Linked DNA regions of Mus musculus: region 2 is linked to region 1. A link is a contact called in public promoter capture Hi-C data. All regions are on one chromosome and are shown on one strand. Each heading gives the region's core, a stretch centred on a gene start, on an enhancer-like site or on the middle of the called end of the contact. The rest is flanking DNA. Distances are from core to core; before and after follow the strand shown.

What was found. Promoter capture Hi-C pulls out the DNA fragments that hold promoters and counts their contacts.
Region 2: a contact with region 1 is called in a promoter capture Hi-C map of embryonic stem cells, with 3 times the contacts expected there. The contact joins the promoter of Prpsap2 here to the promoter of Aldh3a1 in region 1. A contact is called at or near these places in 3 of 39 promoter capture datasets (cranial neural crest, embryonic stem cells and frontonasal cranial neural crest) and 2 of 9 other capture datasets (adipose tissue and embryonic stem cells).

What each region holds. Positions count from the first base shown.
Region 1 is chr11:61,206,198-61,212,862 of GRCm38.p6, forward strand. Aldh3a1 (aldehyde dehydrogenase family 3, subfamily A1) reads left to right here and starts at 2,545. Exons shown (of 11, transcript NM_001112725.1): 1 at 2,545-2,584; 2 at 6,030-6,196. The coding sequence starts at 6,035. It also overlaps the pseudogene Rps13-ps5.
Region 2 is chr11:61,758,707-61,765,371 of GRCm38.p6, forward strand. Prpsap2 (phosphoribosyl pyrophosphate synthetase-associated protein 2) reads right to left here and starts at 3,382. Exons shown (of 12, transcript NM_144806.2): 1 at 3,248-3,382.

The DNA of each region.
Region 1 (6,665 bases), core at 1,295-3,794:
AGAGTCAGGGACTTTTCTAACTCATGGCTGATGCTAACATATGCAGATGGTCCTTCATGGACAGAAGGCTAACAAACCAACATAAGCCAAAAACATCTTAAGTCAGGTCAAGGGCTGTGGCCCAGGGATTGCTGTTGCCAAGGTCAAACCTTCAGGGACTCAAAGATTGCATTTTCTCCCATGAAGCAACAAAGGGCAGTAATAAATGTCAAGTGGGAAGAGAGACAGCCTTTCACCAACAAAAATCCATCTAATGTGTTTAAGGAGGTATCATGGGAGTGTAAGTGGCCAGGATGAGCAGACTGGTGGTGGCCTAGCAGCCAGGGCAGGGAAAACTGGAAGCAGGTATTGTGAATGGATTATCGGGGCTTGCAAAACAAACATTAACATTGGACAGCAGGCATCTGCAAGTTTCTGTTACAGTCAAGCTATTCCAGAACTGGAACATTCCTTTTCTATAATGCTCCGTACTGGGCAAGCACTCTACTGTTCACCACATTCATCCCTAAGGCATTTTTTTTTAACCGAAAAAAGAAGAGGAAACAACCCTGGAGACTTTGTTCTTCAACAATTTAAATGGTTCCGAGGCTACTTGACCTACATTAAGCAGTAGCAAGATACCATTGTCATTGATCACGACAGAAGCAAAACCAAACAATTACTAGATGTGTCCATCTGACCAGCTGCTTGCTGCTCCCCAGGCCATGGCCTAACCCAGTCCATGGGACTCCTTACCTCCTGCAGGCCACAGACACATCAATTGTATGGGTGACAACCATTAGCAGTCACACTCTTCTGCTTCCTGTATCTTTCCTTAACCGGCTGTTCCTTGTCTGAAGACCTGTCTCTGCCTTGGGGTGTCCCTATGCACACCCTCATCATCACAAATACACACGCCCATCACTAATGCACACCCCATCACTAATGCAGACCTCCACCAATCACTAATGCACACCCCCATCACTAATGCACACCCCCATCATTACTACTTTTCACGGTGTTTTGAAATTTGTGTTTTCTTTATTTCACCATTTAGCAAATGTTTACTAAGTGTTCACTTCTCAGATTTCCAGCCCATAGCAGATCCAGTTCTGTTTGGTGAGGGAGGGCCAGAAAGAGAGGCAAGTAGCAGCCAGCACAAAACTGCTGTGTTAATTAACTACAAGGGTATGTTTTCAGCAGGCAATTTTGCCTCTGTGCGGATATCATAAAACACACTTAAACAGACAGGGCTGGTGTAGACTTACTACACAGCTCAGCCACTGCTCCAGGGCCACCATGAACAAAGTAGCACAAAATTAGGTCAAGAAGAGGAAATTATGTGGTAACCACGGTATGCATGGGCAGCTGCTGGCCTCATGTGGCACGCTGTTTTCCTTTCTCCTCTCCTTTCCTTGTGATGATCAGAGGGGGACCCTTTATGATAAGGTAAAGAGCAAATGCAAAAGGCACTAAGTCAGTAGTTAGCCCCAGGTGTTGGTTACTGGAATGTGTGTGTTGTGCCTTGCTGCAGCCGCTGCTATGGCACAAAACCAACGGACAAGAGAAATTTCCAACTCCATTATAATCTTATTACCGATAACTGTAGACACAGGGTGCCAGAGGGCATAGCTGCTCTGGAGGAAAAGACTGACAGGACAAAGTGTTGCTATGTGATATGATGTTGGAGCAGAGCCATGGCGTGTGCAGATTTCGGGGAGAGCAAGAACACAGGCTTGGTGGGAACTTGTCCTTTCAGAGAACTGAAATGCAAAAACAGTGGGTGGGTGAGAGGGCAAAGGGGCCTGGTAGAAAGAGGTCGAGGAGCCCCGTGACAGAGCAGTTGTGGGCTGTGCCGATGGTGGTGACTCATGTCACCCTATACACCACAGTGTGGCACAGGCCAGGGGCTCAGAGAACACTGGCTAAACATACAGAAAGGGACTTCCAGGTTCTGTCCTCCCTGGGTGATACAGAGAGGAAATTCCTGGCAGTTCTGGTGGGGCCTGGCCATGTTTTCCACTAATCTTTGAGGGAACAGATCCACTTACTACTGGGGATGCCTTTAGACATCTCCAACCAGTAGGTTGTGTCTGTGCCTCAGTGGGACCCTTGTGCATACGGCGGTGACAGAGTGGGATGTGATTTTTCTGCCTTTCTTGGGTGCTGTGCCCACAACTGCGTGACTGCGGCTTACACGCTGTAGACCTTACATAACAGGGGACGCAGGGACCAGCATCTGGCAAAAGCAGGAAAAGCATGAACTCCATGCCAGGCTGGATTACTCAGTGGCCCCCACGCCCAGGGCAAACACAGGCTTCTTTTGAGGGCTGGCTAAGAGCCCACACAAACTTTCACAGGCCCATCTTGCATTTCAGAACAGAACAAAACAGACAGCCCAAGACACAATCTTCAAAACCCGTGTGAAGCAGAGGTCTGGATTATGCTGCACCCACATTTGAATATTGTTTTATCTTCGTCACGCGAACTTCCTGGGGAAGGACTCTGAGGTCCAAGTGGGCGGGGAGAAGGGTCCTTAAATGTGTTCTCTCTTGGCTCTTGCTTATTCCAGGAGTTCCAGCTGCTGGAGAGGACTGTGTAGAAGGTAACCTACCCCATCTCTCTTACTTCGTCTCTAGATGGGAGCAGACAAGTACATATAGCCTGCTTGGAGCGAGGACTTTGAAAGGCTGAGACTTGCGTCCACTCTGAGGGCAACTAGTCCAGACTCTGACAGGTCAGCATTTCCTGACTGGGTGCACTGAATGCCAAGCACCAGAGGTCTGTCACCTTCCGACATTGGACCAAGAGAGTCCCAGAGACCCTCAAAGACACAGGAACAGAGGTGTCCTTTGGGTGAGAGACCTGTGCCCTGCCAAGCCTCTCAGCCCCTAGAAAGGCGGCAGGGCTGAGTAGCTGAGTGTGTGCAACTTGGGAGCAGCCTGATTTCAGTGCTTGTCACCTGTGAGGGCAAAGGCAGCATGCTTAATGCCATCAGTCCTACTCTTCTCACCCGTGGAACAGACGCATAACTGACCTTTTTTCGTGACCACTATTAGGGTGCATTTAAAAATCAATCTCTCTCTTTTCTGCTCCTCTTTCTCCACCTTCCCTCATGTGTGTGTCTGTGTGTGTGTGTTTCTGTGTGTGTGTGCGTGCACCATACAGGTATATGTGCCATGACATGTGTGCAGGTCAGTAGACAGCCTTGGTTGTCAGTCCCTGCCTTCTACTTTGTTCAAGGCAGGGTCTATTCTTTATTATTGACTGCTATCCAGGTACACCAAGACAGTTGGCCTGTGAGGTTCCAGGGAGTCTCCTGTCTCTGGCCCCCATCTTATAGCAGGAGTTGTGAGATTTCAGAAATGTGCACCCACATCTAGCTTTATTTGGCATCTTGGCACCCAAACTTGGGTTCTCATGCTTTCCAAGCAAGGACTTCACCCACTGAACCATCTCACCAGCTCCACTATGGCGGTTTTCTGAAACTGAAGGGAGTGGGGAGAAGGCGCTGAGTGTGAACGGGTCTGGAAGGCGGGTATAACCTTTAAGGCTGGCTGGTTCTGAGAGAGGAAAGCCGGCTTGTGTCCCATTCAGGTGCCAGGTGCAGCATCAAATGTGGCTCCACCCAACGGTCAGTAACTCCGCAGACAGCACCGTGGTTAACTGCCTCACAGAGGGGGCCCAGGGACCTAGTTCCTTAAAGCCCACTTAGTTTTGAGAGACGACATGGAGGGGCAAGCCCAGCCCTGTCCAGCTGCATTCACACGAGGCCCTTCTCCTCCGAGGACCCTACCTTTGTGTTTAGTGGCTGAGGCTGTGTGGCTCTGCTTGAAGCTCTGGCTATCAGGAAGGACCTGGCCCACCGGCTGGCAGGACAAACTGGCCCAGTGAAGGCACTGTCCGGTCTCCTGGTGGATCACAAGGAAAGGGGCGTGGCATGTCCAGATTTGAACCCTGGATGCCTCTTCCCAGGGTAGGAAGTCTAAGGGTCAACATGAATAGGTGAGGGTGGTGGTGGAAAGAATCTGCATGCAAAATCAGGCACTCATGTCTGACATCGTCAAACACTATATTTATGTAGATTTATATGGGGGTGAGGCTTGGGGAGCACTTGTATTTTTGTGTGCAATTGCAAGAGCTTCCTCCACATTGCAGTGTTAAATATCATATGGTGCTGGACCAACCATCTCTGGAAGGAGGGTGAGGGTTTGGTACCCGTGACTATGGTTCTCTGTGTAGTAGAAACGGCTTCTTGGGAAGAGAGAGGAAGTGCTTTGAAATGCATCCTCTCTTGTTTCATTCTGCATCATGGCCAGGTTTCTCTGCACAAAGATGCAATAGACATTCAGGAAAATAAGCGCATTGCAAGATGTCAAAAGTCATGAAAAATGAAAAGCAAGGTCACTGCAGCTGGGGTGTAGTGTGGCTGTAGAAGCACGTTTATGATGTACAGGTTCCGGGAGAGGGAGGAAGAGAGAGGGAGGGAAGGAGGAATGGAGGAAGAGAGGGAGAGGGAGCAAGAGAGGGGGGAGGGAGGGAGGGGAGAAGGGAGAGAGAGAGAGAAGAAAGAGAGGGAGGGAAGAAGGAATGGAGGAAGAGAGAGAAAGAGGGGAAGAAAGAGAGGGAGGGAAGGAGGGGTGGAGGAAGAGAGAGGTGTGAGGGATGGAGGGACAGAGAGGGAGGGAAGGAGAAATGGAGGAAGAGAGAAACAGAGAGATGGAGGAAGAGAGAAAAGTCACCAATTATTTTTCTCCCCAGTCGCCCCCTGCCCTCACACCAAGGCTACCCCCACTTTTCTTTCACTCATGCACACACACTACACCCAATGTTTAGGTAACACATGTAGGGCAGGCAGAGCCTTTGTGAATGTGCTTGGTAGTTTTCTGCCTTACTTCTAAATAACCAATCACACGGATGCCACAGGGTTCCTTTAGACTGTCCAGGGCTCCGGGGCTCTTAGACTGTTCCCAATGTGGGTGTCACATGCAAACAGTAAGCACCTTCTTGTTTGTGGTGCCCAGGATGCTGCAGGTACTAGAAATTCCTGCACAGACCTTTGCTACTTCTACACAGACTTACCCTTTAAAACATTTAATTATATGTTTTTTTCAGCATAAAGATCTATTTTGATTATTTTTAGTTGCGTGTATGGGTGTGTGCCTGTGTGTGATTGTGTAATTGTCTGTATGGGAGTGTAAGTGCCTACAGAGGCATCGGATCCCCTGGAGCTGCCGTTACAAGTAAGGGACTGGGACTCAGACCTGAGTGGTTTGGATGAGCAGTGAATGAGCGTGGTGAGCCATCCCACCATGCCCTATAAACACTTTCAAGAGGACTTTGCTGGGTATGGTCAAGTTGTCCCCCTGCGACAGCCACCCCAACTTGCCATCCTCATTTACTGTACTGGAAGCAGCAACCACCTCTGCAATTTTGCACAAGAACCTGAGAGTCTGAAAGACTTTTGTTGGCACTGGCCTGTGTTCCACTGGGGTGGACACATTAATCTAAAAGCTAAGAAGCTCACTTCAGCTTTGCCAGGCAACCAGCACGTTTGAGCACAACGGTGTAGCCAGGAAGGGTGTGTGGGAATTTTGATGCTAGTTTTTCTTTAATTAGGTTGAGAGTGAAATCATGGTCTGTATGCATCCAACAACTTAATCCAAAAAGTTGGTTGCACGGCTCCTGGAAGGTTTACCGGCAAGGAACCTGTCCCATTTTGTAAGTAGGTGGGACTGGAGAGTTGCCAAGAAGCCCCCCTCCCTGCCCCCTTCCTCCTGGCAGATTCTGCTTAAAATGAGTGTGGTTCACTGCAGAATAGTGTCACCTGTCTTCAGATGTCTAAAGACATAAGAAAGGCCTAGCCAGCTAAGTCAGAAAAGGGGACTTTCCGGTGGGAATGCATTTTCCAGTCTCTAGGAGAAGTCTTTATCCAAATAAAATTAGCATAGTGGTGGAGTCACTGCCAGGGCGCTGGTGCGGAAGCACAGCCCAGAGCCGAGGACGTGGCCATCCTCCTTCCTCTGATGCAAAGTGTTCTCTATCCCCAGTTACCATGAGCAATATCAGTAGCATCGTGAACCGGGCCCGTGATGCCTTTAACTCAGGCAAGACTCGACCGCTGCAGTTCCGGGTTGAGCAGCTGGAGGCGTTGCAGCGCATGATCAACGAGAACTTGAAAGGCATCTCCAAGGCGCTGGCCTCTAACCTGCGCAAGGTGCGTTGGGTGTGGGGAGAGAGTGGGGCTGAGTGGTGAGTGGGAGGCTACAAGAAGGGACTAGCAGGGATACAACAGGTACGGGGACAGTCGCACCCTGCGCGTAGGGCATCAGTTGCCGGCCACCCAATTCACCGAGGACTACTCTGCTCCTCAAACACTACATGTGTAGTGCAGTGTTATAGAAGGGAGAGTGAGGCTAGGAAAGGATTAGCAACGCTTTCAGGGTCACCTTCTCCTTCCACCACCGTTGAACAGTCTCCTTCCTTCCGCCTGTCGCTTTTTCTCTATGGCCTTGGCTTCTTCACTGACCCCATTTCAACAGACCCAGCCAGCCCCACTCCCGCCCTCCTGCCTCCGTCTTCCCTGGTCTACCTGACTTGCATACCAGGACCACCAAGATCGTGCTCCTGAACGAGGCAGCTCCATGTGGCTTCCTCTTTCCTCCTGTTCCCTGAGGATGCTCTTT
Region 2 (6,665 bases), core at 2,132-4,631, 550 kb after region 1:
GGCAGGGCATGAACCTAGAAAGGGCATCAGAACAATCACTATGACTGCCCAACTCACAAGCTGTTCACCTCTAAGAGCTGCCTCCAGTTCCACTTTCCCTCCCACTTAGAAATTCCAACAGTGTTTTGGTTTTTTTGGGACAGGGACTCTCTATGTAGCCCTGGCTAGCCTGGAACTCATTATGGAGTCAAGGCTGGCTTCAGATTCAAAGATATCCACCTGCCTCCCAAATACTGAGATTAAAGGCATGCATGTGCTACCAAGACCAGCCTCCTACTTCAATGTGCTATTTATCAGGCTAAGAATCACTAGTCGGCAGTGTTCATTAGCACAAAGTTTCCCTGTGACATGGAGAGTACAGAGACTGTTTCCACTCTCCCATCATGTGTTGTAATTGCTTTTGTGTTACCCTAAACTTACTCGAGAATATGAAATTTATGCAGGGATAAAAACAAATCTTTTCCAGAGACTTTCAAGACTGAAAGAACAAATCATATTCATCTCTCTGAATGAGACAACCTGTCAGACTTCATGAGTGAAGAGGTCCTCACACTGAAGATCACTTGTTTTAGATGGATTTACCACCACTGTATTTCAACATTCATACTAGAGATGATGAAGCCGCACCATTTGTGCTGTTTCCTCCCTAAAGCAGCCACTGTCTAACCAATCCTTCTAAGATGGCTAAAGGAAGACAGCTGTGGGCTTACACCACAGCAGGCCTGAGCCACAGCCTAGACCTGCATACCTCCCAGACAATGAAGATAGAGGCTTGGAAAAGCTTCTCCACCAAAATGGAAGGTCCAGGCAGCAGAGGCTCAACCAGTGTGTGCTGAACATAGCCTCACTTCAGGCACAACAGTTCGAAAACAGAATTGAAAATCATTTGTTGGGGCTGGAGAGATGGCTCAGCGGTTAAGAGCACTGACTGCTCTTCTGAAGGTCCTGAGTTCAAATCCCAGCAACCACATGGTGGCTCACAACCATCCGTAATGAGATCTGACTCCCTCTTCTGGTGTGTCTGAAGACAGCTACAGTGTACTTATATATAATAATAAATCTTAAAAAAAAAAAAAAAAAGAAAAGAAAAAAAGAAAATCATTCCTTAGCAAAGAGGATCCAGGAGTTACTTTCATTAACTCACTCCTGGAAAATCTGCTTCAATGGTAGGTAGAGCATTTGCCCATCATGCACAGGGCCTGGGTTCCAACCCCAGCATGGGAAAAAAAGCCGGACTTGCAGAAATGGATTAGAAGTGTACTTTAGTGGAAAATTAGGTGCTTTGTGCTGCAGGCCTGGGTTTAATCACCAACACAATAAAAAGCACAGGCAGGTGGTGTCGGCACCTTTAATCCTACCACTTGGGAGGCAGAGGCAGGTAGATTTCTAAGTTGGAGGCCAGCCAGTTCTACAGAGCAAATTCCAGGACAGCCAGGTTTACGTAGAGAAACCCTGTCTTGAGAAACCAATAAATATACAAATAATTAGTTAATTAATTAAGAATAAATAGATAAAAAGGAGAAAATAAAAGTTGAGGCCTGGCCATGGTGGCATACACCTTTAATCCCAGAGGTTGGGAGGCAGAGGTAGGCAAATCTCTGAATTTGAGGCCAGCCTGGTCTACAAAGAGTTCCAAGATAGCCAGGGCTGTTACACAGAGAAACCTCCGTCTCCAAAATAAAATAAAGTAAAATAATTGAGAAACTGCAGGGCAGAGATAAAACCACATTACTCTTCCATATTCTGTGGTTACTGGCATTTTGCTTTCTTATGGCTAATGCTGTTCTGAGAGTTTTGATTTTTTGTTTTGTTTTTGTGACAACTTGGGAGAAGCAGGAAATAAATCTAAAACTATTTTAAATTTGGAGAAGTAACTTTTATTCATTTAATGTGTATGGGTGTTTTCTCTGCACACCGCGTGTGCCTGGTACTCTTGGAGACCAGCAGAGGGTGTCAGATTGGGTGGGTCTAGCATTAGAGGTGGTTGTAGGCTGTCACGTGGGTGGGTGCTGGAACTGACTCAGTCTTGAACAACTAGTATTCTTAACCAGCCAGTTCTCCAGCCCCCACACCTGGGGAAGCAGTTTTAATAGGAAAACAGGTTTGACATTACTTCCCAGACTTTAACGAAGTCATACGAGGTAACCTCTTCCTCATAACAGTGGCCCCTGAAGGACAGAGTGGGGTAGCAGTCTGATATGCAATACAGTTCCCTGCATACAACAATAGGTTGCGACTCTCAGTCATACAGAGCATGACTTGGCAACCTGATGAACTACAGGCAATAGAATCAAATACCCAGATTTTGAAATGTCTATTGCAAACATACCTTATCAGAAAAAAAGATACATACTAAATGCCAAAGAAAGAGCACAGAACTATGTTTTGGTGTTGTCAATTCTTGGAGCTTATCCCAAGTATAGAGCTATATTGTCAATGATAGAAAGTACAATTTAAAAACAAAACAAAACAAACAAACAAACAAACAAACAAAAAACCCCCAACAACTTTGTAGCCCTGTTTGCCAGGAACTCGCTCTGTGGACCATGAGCCCTCAAGATCCTTTCACCAGTCTCTGAGATTAAGGGGTGTGCCATCAAGCCCCACAAACTGCAAGATTATTTAAGAACAGAAACACTGGTTCTATGTTAAACCACAGAGTAGCTAATGAATATAATGTGCATATCTCTGCAAAAATTGGATAATAATGATACAAACTACAGCAGTTAAAAGACAAGAAAGGTTTCCTATAGTGGGGCTTAGGGGCACGCACCTATTTTATTTTTATTTGTGCATTTAAATTGTTAAGCACTAGGGCATGAGATGGGTCAATGGCAGGCCGCTTGCATTGCTTCACCTTGCATTCGACTCCAGAACCGCAAGAAAAAAAAAAAAAAAGAAAAAAAAAAAACATAAAACATTAGAACTCACACTTCCTCAGGCCTCAAAGCTCGGTTCAGTATTTTCGTATCCCTCACAAAAGCTAAACACCCAAACTCTGCCAATATCGATATAAGAAAAATAAATCCTTATCAATAATGTAACAGATTGAGGAAGAGATTTTTCTGCAGAGTATCTTATGCCGCTCCTCCTACGTCTGATTGGAGCCCAATCATCCACTAAGGCTGGTGGAGCCGAACACGGGGCCCCGGGCTCGCCCCGGAGCAACAAGGGCCATGGCTCCCGCCCGGCACCGCGCGAGCTCGCGGGGCCCGCCGTCCGCCCGCCGAGGCTCCCGCCCGCCTACCTGGTCCCGACCCCAGCCCGGCCCGCCGCAGCCTCGGCTGCCGAAGGAAGAGAGCACAGAGCTCCGCACGGCGTCTTACAGCAAAATGGCGACTCTAAGCGCGAGAAAGTCTTTCGAGACTGCGAGGCCAGGGGCGGGGCCTGAGGGCAACTGACTAGAGTGGGCGAGGCCGTCGAGGGGCGTGGTCTGGAGGAAGAGGGGCGGGGCAGAAAGTGGGGTAGAAGGCAATGCATTTGATGCTGTGGGCGTGGCCGCCAGAGTGGGCGGGAGGATGTTGTGTGGGCGTGGTCAGACTCGAGGAAAGTGGGGGAGAATTAGAGTGGGCGTGGTTGGAAGTGTGGTTAAAATTCATAGGTTCTGACTGGGTTCAAGTCTTTACTGTCCTGCAAGACTGAGCAAGTCACCTCTTTGACCTGAGTTCTTCTGAAAAAGAGATGACAGCAGTACCCCCATCTCCTGGGGTTGGGAGGAGTGAGTGAGAAATCTGCGAACCTCTTGGCATGGTTCTTAGCATACAGTCGATGAGCAGTTATCATTCATAATTATTCGCTTTGTTGTCCCTTCCTTCTTTTCAGTGGTTAAGAGTATATACTGCTTTTCCAGAGAAGCTGAGTTTGGTTCCCAGAACCAATGTCAGGCAGTTCACAACTGCCTGTAATTCTAGCTCCAAGTCTCCCTGATGTCTCTGGCCTCCTCAGCCACCTGCACTCATATAAACATAAACATATACAAATAATTAAACATTCTAAAAGTTAGTTTTTTAAAAAATTGTAGCTCTGGGTGACCTGGAACTCACAGAGATCCATCTGTCTCTGCCTCCTGAGTGTTAGGATTAAAAGGGTGGCCATCATTCCTAGCAAATTGGTTGCTGTTGATATATCATTGCTGAATTCTTTATACCTTGAAATATGGTGATCCCTATTTTTTAAGGGGCTACTTGGCCCTTCCTCTCTTTCTTTTTTTTTTAAATATTTATTTATTTATTATACAGTAAATACACTGTAGCTGTCTTCAGACACTCCAGAAGAGGGAGTCAGATCTCATTACAGATGGTTATGAGCCACCATGTGGTTGCTGGGATTTGAACTCTGGACCTTTGGAAGAGCAGTCGGGTGCTCTTACCCACTGAGCCATCTCACCAGCCCCCAGTGATCCCTATTTATAACATAACAAACATATAGTGCATGCCAGGTATCAAGGCATTATTTATTATTATCTATATTTTATATTAATATATATTAACAGTAACTTTCAGAAATGGGGTAAGACTTATCTCTATTTAATTGCTGTGGGTACTCAGATGCCAGTGACAAAGCAATAGATAGGCACCACCTGCAGTGCCTTGCTCCATGTGTATACTTAAAGGCTCTCATCCACTGCACTTCCAGTTCACAAGTGAGACAAGCAGACATTTATGGGAGGATGCACAGGTGGCTAGAATTAATTATCAGAAGGCTGAGGATGGTTAGAATTCATAGGAGGGCTTGTGGGTAGCTAGAATTCATGGGAAGTATGCACGAAAACTGAAAAGAAGCTGTGTCTGGCTGACTGATGACAATTTCAGTACTGTGGGGGAGATTGGGATGTTGCAGGTTCAGAGGCTAGTTTACCTTTTCTTGGATTAATTTTGGCCCTCTGGAACAGCCATTTCTTTTTTTTTTTTTTTTTTTTTTGGTTTTTCAAGACAGGGTTTCTCTGTATAGCCCTGACTGTCCTGAAACTCACTCTGTAGACCAGGCTGGCCTCGAACTCAGAAATTCGCCTGCCTCTGCCTCCTAAGTGCTGGGATTAAAGGCGTGCGCCACCACCGCCTGGCTTGAACAGCCATTTCTTGTCCACCTCTGTGTCGGAGCCAACATCTTGTGACTAATAGAAATAAGCCTTTTGAATCTATTAACTTACTTGATGGCAATCTTAGCTTTTGGATTGGTGGGAAGAGTGGTTAGCTACGAGAAGCCTCCCCCATCTCGCTGGGCCCGCCTCTCTGATACATCCACTTCTCTTAGTGTTCCTACCTTTCTAGTGTACCCATCTCTCTGACTCACCCAACAATGCTTTATTTATTTATTTATTTTTGGTTTTTGAGACAGGGTTTCTCTGTATAGCCCTGGCTGTCCTGAAACTCACTTTGTAGACCAGGCTGGCCTTGAACTCAGAAATCCGCCTGCCTCTGCCACGCCTCCCGAGTGCTGGGATTAAAGGAGTGTGCCACCACTGCCCGGCCCAACAGAGCACTTTAAACTTCATTTGATAACTTTCTTTGTTCTGTAAAACTATTTTTAAAAAATTCATGAACTCACTTCTACATTAGAACACAGAATTTAGAGAAACCCAAATCTGTGTTCCTGAGCCAAGGTCACTCAAAATGGCTCCAAAATAAACTACCTCTTATTCTTCTTAAGACGAAAGCTTGTGTGTGTGTGTGTGTGTGTGTGTGTGTACATGTACACAAAGCAGAGGAATAGAGTAGCCATCAGGTCTCTACTGACTAACGTTATTTTATAGGCAAAGAACATAAGCATTTGAAACTCTGAATTCTAAATTAGGTAAAGGTGATAACTTCACAAGTGAGTTTGATATTCTTGCTTTGCCTCACAGTTTTCCTGAGACATGTCTCTTCCACAACACTTTTTAAAAGTTGTACTCAAATGTATTCCTTAATTAGACATTAATTTTAAATAATTTTAACTATTAAGATCCTAATGTAGTTTACATCCTCCTCTTCCCTCTCCTCCCTCCAGACCCTATACACTCTGCCATGCTCTTTTCCCACTTCATCCCCTCTTTTGTCTCAATTGTCCTTACATGTGTGGAGTGGAAATGTAAGGGTTCTTCGGAAAGTCGGTTGGATGGTGTTTGCTGGGGCAAACGTGAAGAAACGTCTCATTAAAGTGGACACGGATGTGAAAGGCTGAGGCAGACTCATGAAGGAAATGTTGTGCTGACGCAGACACAGGAGAGGGTGTTCCACTAAAGCAAGCATGTGAAAGGACACGTGATGGAGGATTCTTTGCTAACAACGTGCGTGTATGGATCTGCCTTACATTGCGTAGTTGAGCTGCATTGTCAGGATGTTATAGAGAGAAACACACAAAAAACTTCTGGTGGTATGCTACACTTCCAAGGACTCAGGCTAGCCGGGCGTGGTGGCACATGCCTTCAATCCCAGCACTTGGGAGGCAGAGGCAGGCTGATTTCTGAGTTCAAGGCCAGCCTGGTCTACAGAGTGAGTTCCAGGACAGCCAGGGAGATACAGAGAAACCCTGTCTCCAAAACAAAAACAAAAACAAAAACAAACAAACAAAAAAAAAACAACCCCCAAAAACTATAAATACAACCTGTTTAGGACTTTTGATTGATTGGTTGATGATTGACTGAAACTGGCTCATCAGAAGTGGTGGTACAGGTCTTTCATCCC